2 separate regions of the Triticum aestivum genome follow, and region 2 is linked to region 1. The links are chromatin contacts, called in public Hi-C maps. All regions are on one chromosome and are shown on one strand. The core of a region is the stretch at or near the end of the contact, and the rest is flanking DNA. Distances in the headings are between cores, read along the strand shown. Region 1 holds the start of LOC123054307 (CCR4-NOT transcription complex subunit 9). Region 2 holds the start of LOC123054308 (probable leucine-rich repeat receptor-like protein kinase At1g35710).

Evidence for each region. Hi-C and Micro-C count contacts between places; a contact is called where the count stands out from the background.
Region 2: a contact with region 1 is called in a Hi-C map of leaf, with 2.9 times the contacts expected there. The contact joins the promoter of LOC123054308 here to the promoter of LOC123054307 in region 1. A contact is called at or near these places in 3 of 5 Hi-C or Micro-C datasets (all in leaf) and 1 of 1 datasets of contacts at active chromatin or transcription factors (leaf).

What each region holds. Positions count from the first base shown.
Region 1 is chr2D:537,547,321-537,553,877 of IWGSC CS RefSeq v2.1, forward strand. LOC123054307 (CCR4-NOT transcription complex subunit 9) reads left to right here and starts at 4,163. Exons shown (of 10, transcript XM_044478042.1): 1 at 4,163-4,407; 2 at 4,606-4,808; 3 at 5,029-5,100; 4 at 5,328-5,417; 5 at 5,545-5,587; 6 at 5,730-5,836; 7 at 6,190-6,285. The coding sequence starts at 4,608. It overlaps LOC123054306 (40S ribosomal protein S11), which reads right to left and starts at 3,997. Exons shown (of 6, transcript XM_044478040.1): 1 at 3,867-3,997; 2 at 3,271-3,311; 3 at 3,059-3,159; 4 at 2,535-2,679; 5 at 2,355-2,444; 6 at 1,824-2,153. The coding sequence starts at 3,878. The coding sequence ends at 2,063.
Region 2 is chr2D:537,686,916-537,693,472 of IWGSC CS RefSeq v2.1, forward strand. LOC123054308 (probable leucine-rich repeat receptor-like protein kinase At1g35710) reads left to right here and starts at 3,151. Exons shown (of 3, transcript XM_044478043.1): 1 at 3,151-3,712; 2 at 4,316-4,794; 3 at 5,799-6,557. The coding sequence starts at 3,357.

The DNA.
Region 1 (6,557 bases), core at 2,913-5,412:
CGCGCCAAACCAGGTAATGGGCTCGCGGCAAAGCGGTTTTTTGCGCGCGGCGCGTTCGGCGCCTGTTGGAGATGCTCTTAGGGCCAACAATGCAGTCCACCACACCGTGTCCGAAGACAAGAATAGGGGCGAAGGCGGCATGACGTGTCCGAAGACAGGAATAGGGGCGAAGGCCATTCAACTGGAGTCACTAAATGTCCTCTTATTTCTTGGAAAAAGTTAAATAAAAACAAACCAAATGACCGCCTCCAGTCACTTTGACAAATTTATCTAGATCAATAGCAATTTAACCACACATTTAAAGCCAAAAACACTCAGTGGAAGATTTTCGACAAGTTTTTCAATTTCATCGATCCCAAAAACTCCCTTCGTCTCAAGCTTCCTCTCCTGTGTCTCCCGCGGATCTATCTTTGATGGATTTGCTCGGATCTCGTCGTTGGTCGTCTACGTTCGTGTGTCTTCGGGTTGAATCCTTCCAACCTACGTTATTCTTCATCGGCGGCGATTGTTGTTCTGGTGCGCTGGTCCTATGGGACCTTAGCACGACGACTTCCCGACTGTCTACTACAACAAGTTGTGCCCGACTCCGGCGATGGAGGGGTGATGACGACGGCGCACCTTCGGCTCGCTTCAGTGCTTGTAGTCGTCGCTAGGTGGTCTATGGATCTAGATGTAATTTTTATTTCTGGTGTTCGTTGTACTGCCATGATTGAAGATGAATAGATTGGAAGTTTCTCCACACAAAAAAACAATGCATAATTGCAAAGAGGTTGCACTCCATCCTTGGTAGAACGTGGCGGCGCGTACAGGCTAGCAATAAAGGGATCAACAAATTGCAACATTGAGCAAATCAATAAAATGACCAACACATAAAGCAGCAAGAACGGAAACTTGTGAACTCTTCGAGCAATGCACCTTGCTAGCACTTGTGCACACACACTTCAATACTTGTTGACGGCATTTTGAATGGTGTACCATCAATGGGGCAGGTACCTCTGTCCATGATCATAGATCTCTTCTATGTCGTAAGCTGTGTAGTGTTTGCGCTCATTGAACCAAATATGCACACTTTGCCAAATTGCTGCATTATGCTTCGTGGCTTGAAACTTCCACACATCACACAACAATTCATCCTCTTTCATTGAGTACGTAGCCATCGTGTTTACTTCAACTTGATGCATTCCGCTACATTTGGTCGAACACTCGTGTCGTGCCAGTGTGATCCGGGGTGGAACAAACGATAGCATAGCCCAAGCAAAATGCTAGACTTACAGAAATCCCACTACGGGCATTGATTTTCTCCCCATAAAGTTAGCTGTGGGACCCAAGTTGTGATGAATCCTAGGTCTCCAGCTCATCTCCGTAAACACTTTCCGTAGAAACTGCCCGTAGCCGTAGCAAAGTTCTAGTTGAACTGTTGAAGCCTCCAAGACAGGCAGACTTCTTAACGATAGCTTTGTCCAAGGAGGTTCGGCAAGTACTAGGTGGCAGCAAAGTGAAAACAATGTCGTCGATCAAGGGTGCGGACAGAGAGGGGAGAGTTCAAAGAAAGATGAATTCTGAAAATTTAATTCTCAAGGTAAAAAATCTACATACCTACATATGGAGCTCTTTTCTTCTAATTCTCTGCTAACTCGTCGTTACAGATAAGATACGAGCAAAACCACATCCTAGATTATGCACCATAATATTTTGCTAGATTATACACCATAATATTTTGTTACAGTTGATCGCAATTGCAACTTCAAAGAATGCCAGTCATCAAATTTAGTTTCACTTCATTAGATTAAAAACCTGAGGCTGGGAACAAGGCAACACACTGCTTGAGTAAATATCATATCACATCTGGGCAAACAAATTCACAAGGAATTGAGCAAAAGGACAATCAGGCAGTACAAATTTAAGCGAAACTATTAATGATAGATAGATTCCACAAAACATGTTCAGATCAGGACATTCGGTTTGACAGATAACACGGAATCAAATCTCGAAACAGCAGCCTGGTAGATTTCAAGTGCGAAAAAGTTCTGACTATGAACTACTCATAAATCAGAGTCTGGGCTTAGGCAGCGATGAAAGCCTTCTTCCCGCCTCCGGTGGTTCCAGCTGGAACGACCTTCAGGACATTGAATCTCACGGTTTTCGACAGGGGCCTGTTTCAGACACGAGCAACATACTTCAGCACAAAAGAAAATAAGCTTTCTGCAGTAATCAATACATCAACTATATAATGATGAATAGGAATATCACAGCATGTATGTATCAGTAACATAACTGCACAAGGGTCAACATACTAGAACAACCAGGCTAACATTCTCAAGTTGGATAGTTATGCAAGAGTAATTGAGTTTTACCTGCACTGGCCAATGATGACATGGTCGCCTTCCTTGACACGGAAGCAGGGGGAGATGTGAGCTGGGATGTTGGAGTGCCTCTTCTCATACCTGCAAGGTGCACAATTGATTTTTGAGTTAGAAATCCACAGGTTAGAACCAATGCATTATGTTCTCAGAATCATCAATGGGTTTACTTGCCTCTGATACTTCTTCACAAAATGAAGGTAGTTCCTGCGAACAATGATGGTCCGGTTCATCTTGGCACTGTGGCAGGTTCCAGCTATGATTCTGCCCCTGATGGCAACAGTTCCAGTGAATGGGCACTTCTTGTCAATGTAGGTACCTGGAAATGAATAGGAATTAATACACTGTCACAAGCTTAACAGAAAATAAGGCACAATTAACTATAAACGGTTTATGTCAACCACAGTAATAGCCAGACATTAGAAACAAAATATCAAGAAACAGTACATGGTACAATTCATGGCTCAATTGTTTCCACATGACCAAAAGAAAATCGGCTGTGTATCTACCAATGACAATCACTATACCAACTGAGAATTTACTAGGTTCAATTCTTTGTGTAGGCTAGGCTAGCAAAGCCAGGAGAAATGTACTGAAGTGTGATCTTAGGCACACATAGTTGCATTCATCAAGACTAGCATCACCTACTCAAGTATCAAACAGTGCTAAAATAGAAGGAATGGCCTACTATAGTTTACCATCGATCGCTTCCCTTGGGGTCTTGAAACCAAGGCCAACACTCTTCCAGAAGCGGTTGCCAGCCTTGCCAGGCCTCTTTGCCTTGTCAGCCTTCTTCGTGCTAAATTGAACAGAAAACATTGTTAGGGTACGAGCATTACATTGGATCAAAAAGAGATATGCACATTGCTAAACAACAACAGCACACAAGAAAGGTAATCGGACTCCTCACCTGAGGAAAACCTTTGGCTGCTTGAGGAAAGACTTCTCGGTCTGCACAATACCAAGTTTAAACTACCATTAGAACAATTACAACAAATTATGATCTATTGTAGAACAAACTAGAAAAACAATCTAGACTTCAAACTCGAAATGAACAATACAAAGGCTACTGCAACAACTTTTCGGAATAGACACTGTCACTCGACAGACACCAAGATCCTACTGGGTCCAAATGATCAGAGAAGAGCCCATACTGGCAGTGAAACACCAAGCTTCAGCCACATCATAAGACGATAATGACATGCTGCTAACGACTAAGCGGAAACAGCAGAAATCAACTAATGAACAAGTCGATAAAATTACCACAGTAGTAACCTATCGCACCACGAACACATCCAAACGACAGCAAGTCCTTCTGACCGCAAAGATACCGCATGCTACTCGATTTGCAAGGAATACGCATGCTTCTCCATGGACAGATCTAAGCATACATGGCCGAAAAGCACGAAGGCGCCGCATCGCATATCCCAAGCACCCGGCGCCGGCAAGGTAACGGGGGAGCAAAGGAAGAGCGCTACACGGTGAGGAGAGGGGGAGAGCCTTTACCTGCTCCGCCATGGCTGCGAGGTGGGCTTCGAGGGGCTCGGAGGCGGCGGCGGCGGCGCGGCGCGGGGATGCGGGAGCAAGGCTCTGAGAGGAGTTGGCGGCGGGGCGCAAACCCTAAGGGTGAGTGCATTCTTATAGCACTGGGCGCCGCTGCGGGAATGTGCAGCCCTTCCGTTCCGGGCCTCTCCACCCGTCTCCTCGGGCCGGCCCGTCACCGAGGCCCATGGGAGGCGGTGGGGCCCGCCTCGGGGTTCTGGGTAGATCAGGCCGTTGATGGTGTGTTAACCGCGGGGTTACGCCTGGGCCGTCCGATCTTAATGCTCGCTCCGACCGTCCTCCGTGCTGCGGACATAAACCAGAGATAGAGAGAGAGAGATCCCCTCGCCGTGGTCTCTCTTCCTTCCCCCACCTCCCTTCCCCCTCAGGTCACCGGCGCGGCGAGGCGGCCGCCGCTGCTGCCTCCCCCCCTCTTCCTCCCTCTCCGCGCGCTAGGGTCTGGTGGAGCGGATTCTTCCCGGAGTCGATCGAACTGATTCGTTCGGTAATCTCCCAAACCTGCGCTGGTTTTTGCGGATTCCTCGATCCGTCCCGTGCTTGCGGCGGCCGGCGGCGTGGGCCGACGCACCGGGCCGCTCGCGCGGCTGCGTGCGATCCGTGTGTAATGGCGACTCGATTGGTTGCGGTTGCTGTCTTTTCTGTCTTGAGAAATTAGTGACGGTGCTCCGCCGCTTTTGTGCAGTAATGGCGAACCTGCAGTCTTCCGCCTCCGAGCCCTCCTCCTTCGCAGGGGCCTCGCCGCCGTCTCCCTCCTCAATCGGTGGAGGCGCCGGCGGCGCTGCCTCGGCGGCGCAGGAGCCCAGGAAGATGGCGTCGGCGGAGCAGCTGGTGCTCGACCTCTGCGACCGCGAGCTGCGCGAGAACGCCCTCCTCGAGCTATCCAAGGTCCGTCGCGTGCTCTTCCAGTTCTAGGGTTCTAGCGCCTCGTCACGAGGACGGGTTTTGCGATTCGTGGTCTCTAGGACTTACCATGAAGTGAGCGATTGAAGCTTAATTTTGGGTTGCCATGAACTGAACAATTGCATACTGCGTGTTCTTCAGTCATTAGCATGCTATATAAGGTGTTTCGTAAGGCCAAAGTAAATCAATAACCAATTCGTTTCAGAAACGAGAGATATTTCAAGACCTGGCCCCGCTTCTCTGGCACTCTTTTGGCACAATTGCGGCACTGCTTCAGGTATGCGTAATTCGTCTATCTTCTATGTTTATGGTTTGCATGCTTCAAATTACATAAAAGAACTGGAAGCTATGTACCTTATGCTGTGTTTATATTGTCGAACTGTGAAAGCAGTCACTATTCTATTAGTGTTTTCAAGTCGGCACTTGCTGTTTTCGATGCAACTTGTCAAAGTTTGACCCTGCCTTGCTCATTTGGTGTATTTGACAACTTGGAAACAAACTCAGGAAATTGTGTCGATCTACCCTGCACTTTCACCCCCAGTTTTGTCGGCAGGTGCATCAAACCGAGTCTGCAACGCACTTGCACTTCTTCAGGTACAGCTCCAAATAAAAAGTGGGGTGATTACATTCACAAAATTGCTTGAAGGTACCCATGTTATTACATTTATTATTGCGTATCTTTATTGTCTAATTTTGTGTGTTTGTATTACAATAATTGCAGTGTGTTGCATCGCACCCTGATACCAGAATCCCTTTCTTACATGGTAACGAATTCAGCCATTTGCATTGTATCTCACATATCCTGATTCCTAGTAGCTTGATATGACAAAAGAGCCATTCGGCTTTTGGTATTGTTGTTGTTAGCGATTCATTTTCTTCTCTCTGTCCTCCATTTGTTCATTTCAGCTCATGTGCCCCTGTTCTTGTACCCGTTCCTGAATACATTCAGCAAGACAAGGCCTTTTGAGTACTTGCGGCTTACCAGCTTGGGTGTCATTGGTGCTCTTGTTAAGGTAATTTTTTGTACAATTTTACATGAACTAACAAATTTTGTATGATGCATCCAACTCTGCAATGTTATATATTAAACATGATCCTTTCACTAATTCTACAACCAATGAAGCTTCATGTTGTTTTCATTCCAATACCCTGGCATGAACGATGAATCTAATAAGGTCACAAGGGATACATCCTTATTACTTTGTTGTGTAACGTAAACATAAACAATTGAGTAGCTTATAAACAAGCAATGTTCTATCTAATGTTTTCTTCTTTCTTTTTTGGAATACTGCATGTGTTTCCAAATACCAAATGTTTTCTTCTTGCCTTTGGGAGAAGCTTCTTTACCTTATTATTACACATGCAGGTTGATGATACTGAAGTTATTGGCTTTCTGCTGCAAACTGAAATAATTCCTCTGTGCTTGCGTACCATGGAGATGGGCAGTGAACTGTCAAAAACCGTATGTATCTAACCATCTCAATCCTCGTCTAAAGTAGAACAATCTTTCTTTTTTGTTTAGTCCTAGAAAAGATCAAATTGCTTCTTCTTTTCAAAAATTATATTTTGCTGTCTGAAGTTCATGTGGAACGCTATAGCCTTCTATGCCACGCCAGGCTTCTCTCTGGTAATAACTTAAAAACCACTTCACAGTTTATAGACTTATAAAAGGTGTATTATGCGAGAAACCTCAAAAGCTGTTTGGCTTTGGCAATTCAGTAATTGACCTATGCT
Region 2 (6,557 bases), core at 1,901-4,400, 140 kb after region 1:
TAACCATCGCCACCGCTATAACTATGCTAAAATTTTCAGGTGAAGAAAGTGATAAGCTATCTAGACATATCGACCGTAAGTGAACCTAAATCTTTTCGTTTTATATTTAAACACTGAGTTCCTTACGGCCTTGTTACTTGCTCGAGGACGATCAAGGTTTAAGCTTCGAGAGGTTGATGAGTGTATTTTCCACTCATTTTACCCATGTTTGGAATGTATAATCTTAGATCTTCTGAGAGAATGTTCGATATGATCATTAATGACTAATAAAAATGAAAGATCACAAATCACTTTGTTTATTTTGTTCCTTGCAAGACCGTGCCATTTAAGGACATAAATCAGGCGATACATGGAACATATTGGGCGTGTTGTCGCAAAAATAGAAGATGATATTGTGCATGTAGATCAAGTCCAATTATCTGGAGGTGCACAAAAGGCACCAGAAGAGAAGACGACGCCTGGTATGAACCAGCCTGCTCATACCAGTAGTCGTAGCACATGCCACCGCCTCCGTGACCTCAGCACTGGCAACTTCGTTGAAGGCAACGAGGGTCAATTCGAGATGTGTCGGCCCATAAACCATGTGCCGCACACCAGGACCATATAATGAGAAGAAAACCCTTCAGTGAGGAGAGTCGCTCATCCACCAAGTCATCCCTTAGCACCTGTAATCAAGAGTACTTCGCATACAGTGGCATTGTAAGACTTCTATTAATCATTCATCTTCAACTACCATCTATAGTGTCTTCTACATGTGATCTATTTATGATGTACGAGTAGTCCCCTCGGGCTAAGGGCTACGGCATAGCCTCGCAACCCCATGTATTCACACAATGACAGTGTTGGTTTACTTTGAAGTGACATTATTTCTATGTGTTATGCAACAAATTTGTCTCTTGTCCCTACCTCGTTCTAAGGCCCCGCATGTACTTGGGATCCCGAGGATCGATCAAGGAGAGGTTGAGTGCAGAGAGGAGCGGAAAGCTATACCAAACATTGGTGGCAGTAAGATTAGTACATTACTAAAAAGTATTCTCTAGGGTATAAAACATGCAGTCATTAAATGTCTAATATGTTGGTATGGATTAGTACTTAATAACTGAGGTAACCCCGCGATACAGTAAGGGCCTAGGTTTGACAATAGAACCGTGGTGCGGCTGCATGTTGGTCTTGGAGTTATTTGGATGCATCTTTCACAAACAACACTTCGACTACATATATGTAACGGTGTCTATCAAAACCATGTTGAATACTAAAGTATAATCCCAAGCGCAAGTATATGGTTGCAGGTAAAACCTTAAGCCCTCACCTATTTTCTTTATTATTATTTTTTCCTTTAAACTGTACGTATTCGGTTCAGAAAACTAGAATTGTTGGTTAATAAGTGCTTGCAGAAATCACCTTGTATGTAGCAAAGCTTCTCGTGGGTTTGATAACCTAGGGTCACCTCTAGGGAAAAAGGGAAACTATCTAGATCGATCTGAAATCATATCAGAGGTAACCAGGGCCCTAACGGTCACATCTCTCCCCCCCCCCCCATCACCCTCCCTCTCGAACACCACCAGTTCATATATCTCCATATTTATCTTTGTGATCGCCTTCACGAGAAAGGTGGATAAAAATATGATGGAAAAAAGGAGGATTCACCATGTCACGTGTCGAGGGGTATACTTTGTCAAAATCGGGCTCAAATGGGCTCACGAGGTACACTTCAGGATTATTTATTTCAAAGGAATTTCATATTTTGAGGACTTTTCATGTATATGATTATAATCTTTAAGGATTATCTATAAAGATTTCCTTGCACCCTATTTTAGAGGAAAGTTTTCGTTTAATCAAACTCCATGCTATAATTATTGTTTTATCTGTTTGGTATGTCCAACACTCTTTGACGCTAATCAATATCCATTTAAATCCTATTCATTTTTATTTATGTATTTTAGTAATCTACAGATTGACCCTTAAATGATACGTTTTTGTTTGCGAGCACCCATAGAACAGTATGAATAGAGGAGCCATGAGTTTTAAGCGATTTTGATCGTAAATGTTGCAACAAAGGAAAAAAGTAGGAAACTTAGGCACTCTTTGATTCACAAGATTCCAAAATGCAGGAATGGGAAAAATATAGTAATACGATAAGATTGCATGTGCAAAATGGAGGATATACAAATACATGTACTTGGAGGGTGTTTGATTCACAGGAATAAGGAAATCACAAGAATCATAAGAACCATAGTAAGGTTGATGCAAAGCTAGGATTAAGTCAATATTGTGCTACTTTGTCTTGTTATTTGTGCATATGAATGTAAAAAGAAGGTTTGAATTCCTTTGTTTCTCTTTTGATACTCAAACCAAAGAAAAAAATCCATGTTTCTTTTGAATCAAACAAATGAATAGTGTCCACAGAGAAAAGAGCCACTAGATGGTAGGATTCTAAACAGAAATCCTTTGGTGCCATTTGGTGCAAAGGAATCGATGTTCTACATTTGCTTATAATATTCCCAAGGAACGAGCATTACATATGAATTTTGGAGAAAATCAAACATGAGGTTCTACCTAACATTCAAACAAACAACCATTTTAGAGTTTTTATGTGGTTTTGACACCTTTTGTTGATATAAAAGGAAGTATATTAATATCACAAGCTAATACGACCTCTCTAACTATATGTCATCAAAACTTCGAGCACGCACACAACCAAATTATTATAAAAGAAACTCCCGAAGCGATCAACAATGATCAATGGCATGCAACAATGACCCCTGGCTCCGACCATCGCAATCGAAAGCAGCTGCATACGCTCATGAGCCCTTTATCGTCTCATGGTCCAGACGTGAGTAATGTCACGCCAATGATAACCATGCTTGCATGACATTTCAGTTTCATTTTTTTAGAACACACACGCGCGCACATTTCAGTTTAGTTCTAGCAGCAACAAGTATTTTTTTTAGCAAAAACAGCGACAAGTAATATGAATCGGATGACAATACTTTTTTTTAGCTGTTTAGTTCCTATACATTTCAAACTGGGCCTGAGCTACCAAACTTCGGGTCCAACGCCACCTGTCTCGGAAGAAAAGCCAGATGCCGACTCAGAAAAAAAAAGATGCCGAGTCGGAATTTTTAACCGCATTCAGTGTAACGTCTCGGGCCGTCTCTCTCCCATCCCACACAAGCTTGCTGCAGCCTCTGCAGCCACTCAAAATCGCCCTGCTTTCTCGCACACAATTTGAAGCTTCTACATGGAACACCTCAACCTAGGGCTCGCAGCCGCAGGAGAAGAAGACAAGCCGCGGTAGACATCGAGATCAGCCGTGAGAGAAAAATCGAGGGGACACGATACGAGAGCAGGAAGCCATGGCCTTCCTCCTCCCCAAGCTCACCACGCCGCCCTGCAGATCGCCGCCGCCCACTCCTCCCAAGTCCCAGCTCGGCCTGCCAAGCCACGGAGCCGGCGGCAGGCTCCACTGCTCCGGCCCGGCGCAGGCCGCCGCGCCGACCCACCTCAACCTCCCGCTCCTCCTCAGCGCCTCGCAGCAAGAGGCCCCCACGGCCAAGTCCGCGGAGACCAGGAGCAGGGCTGCGACCGCCGGCGGCGGCGGCGGGGACCCGCGAAGGTCGGATTTTTACCTCAACCTTGGGGCGGCGGTGCGCGCGCTGCGCGACGACCTGCCGGCCGTGTTTCTCCGGGAGCCCAACTACGACATCTACCGGTGAGCAGGCCTTCCCTTTTCTTGTGTGACTATTTTTGTTCCTTTTTTTCTTTCTTTCGAGAATATTAATGGTGGGTTTTGTCGGATTCGGTAACCAAATCGTAGCTCGGCAGTTCCAGGAATTAAAGCTGAAACTTGAACTGAAATTGTGATGTGCAGCTAGTACCAATTTCAGTGCTCATAAAATGGCTATTCGTGCAAAAATAATAGAGCTTGCCACTCATACGAGTTATGATTCAGAGTCCTGGATGTGATAGGCATTTGTTCTGTTATCCAACATTAGCCCTTTATTAACTGCTAATATGTCGTATTCATTATTGGAATTGAATCAATTGATGAACTGGCTTAACTAATTTATAAGAGGTCAAGGCCACAAGAGGCAGTGACATTGACAGTCCATCATCAGCAATTGCGACAGTATGTGTTGTCCTAGTACTAATACAAATAAGTAAATAACCGAGTATGGTTCTGGTTATGCTTGACACTGACAGGAATGCTAACTGCATATATTTCATTTCTTGCAAACTTCTATTCGCTGTAGATGCACTGTAGGCACACTCTTGTAAAATGGAGACTATAAACATTCTTTACGTCGCATTGCAGCGAAGACATCACATTTGTTGATCCGTTGAACACTTTCCATGGGATCGACAACTACAAAACAATCTTCTGGGCTCTCAGATTCCACGGTCGTCTACTATTCAGTGAAATTGGGCTTGATGTGTCACGCATTTGGCAACTAACAGAAACCTCGATAGTTGTCCGGTGGGAACTGTGGGGCACACCGCGTGTCCCGTGGGAATCATATGGCTGCTTCAGTGGCACATCCAGGTACAAAGTCGACAGGAACGGGAAAATTTACGAGCATAAAGTCGACAACTTGGCATTGGACTTCCCCCGGCCGGCTGTCAAAGTGGGCAGCATTACTAACTTAGTAGTTGCTGCATACCCACCGAGCCCCAATCCTACTTTCTGGGATGTGGTTGGGACAGGCGATGGATGCTCATGGACAAAGCTTTACCGAGCGGTGCTGGAGACAGTAGAGCGGGAAGGTGACATCCCCGCAGGCATTTGCATGGAAGGTCTACTCACTTGTTCATAGATGGAATCAACTTCAGGACTAGCTGCTTCGGTAGTGAGTTTTGCTAGAAAAAATGTATAGAATGTGGGTACATATTAACCACATCACTGTCAGTTCTCTGTTTGTATAATGTAGCTCAGCACTAGAACAACTTTAGATCAAATACATGGTAGATGACTATACCTCATCATCCTTGTTGTGTATTTTAGGAATTACTGCCACTTGCTTACATCTTATGAGATATGAATACAAAAGTTGTAGATTTTCTCATGGGTTAGGAAAACTCTGCTCCCTACAAAAGTTGTAGATTTTCTCATGGGTTAGGAAAACTCTGCTCCCTAAATTATTTAAGAAAAATGGAAGATCTCAAAGAACATTTGTGATGTAATATTCATTTTCCTTTGCATTTTTAACGCTGCTTGCTTAGGGAGCTGGGCCATTGAGTTATGAACTGTAGATAGACCCTATGGGAGATGCCATTAACTGAGAGTTGTGTCAATCTTCTTTCTCAGAATTTATCTTGACCATGCGGAGTTTACATGGTCTGTCATAGGGCCTAGTTAAACATTCAAAACTTTGACTATCATTATATATTTTCAAATGTTCAGACTGGAAACCTGGAGAGTCATGTGTCAGTTTTCTAGAAAAAGAACTTGCGTAGTAGTATCAAAACAAATCCCCTGTCCTTCACCGTTATAACCTTCTTATAATCCTTGTGCCATGTCGAATGTACATTTGTATGCTTGCAGGCCGTTCTTCATATAAACAAAGTATCACCAAGATAAGGACTTGTATACTTGGTTTGAAGCGTTCAGTAAATAACTATCCCAATGGCTGGCCGGCTGGCCGGCCGGCCGGCCGACTACTTCTGTATAGGTTTATATTCTGTGGTGCAGCAAAGCACTAGCCAGACCCAAGCCATCATGAAGCACTTCCTACTCTCTTGCACCTATCTCCTACTCTGTGCCATCGTCACACCGGTGAGCGCCGGCATTCGGCGTGAAGCTGAAGCTCTTCTGAGTTGGAAGGCCAGTTTGGCCGGTGCCAATGAGTCCCTAAGCTCATGGTCATTGGCCAACTCCACCGGCATCTGCCACTGGATGTACATCAGTTGCAACTCTGCCAGGAGCACCATCGTCAACCTCAACATCAGCGGTGCGAGTCTGAATGGCACACTTGACAAGTTCAACTTCTCAGCTTTCCCCAACCTGAAGAAGCTCATCCTATTTCAGAACGGTCTGTATGGCAACATTCCAGAAGGGATCAGTAACCTGACAAGCCTGGTGCAGTTGCAGATCAGCAGCAACTGGTATGTAACTGGTACAATTCCCCGTGGCATTGGCCGGCTGAAGCAGCTCACTGAACTGCAACTGGGAGGTTTGGGTCTTGATGGTGCGGCGCTACCTGAAGAGATTGGTAACTTGACAAGCTTGACGAAGATTGCTCTCTACTCAATCAATTTGACTGGATCAATCCCGCTAACATTCGGGAGACTGAAGAAGCTCCGGCTGCTGAACCTGAGAAACAACAGTCTGACAGGGCACATCCCGCTGGAGATTGGTAACATGACAGAATTACACCGCATGGACCTGACGCAGAACTATTTACATGGCCAGATACCAGATACAGTCTCTCGTTTGGTAAAGCTAAACCGCTTGTTACTGTCAGAAAATCAGCTCGGAGGCGACGTCATCCACGAGCTCGGAAATAGCAGCATGCTGTCTTATATCAACATGGCAAAAAATAGCTTCTCTGGGGTCTTCC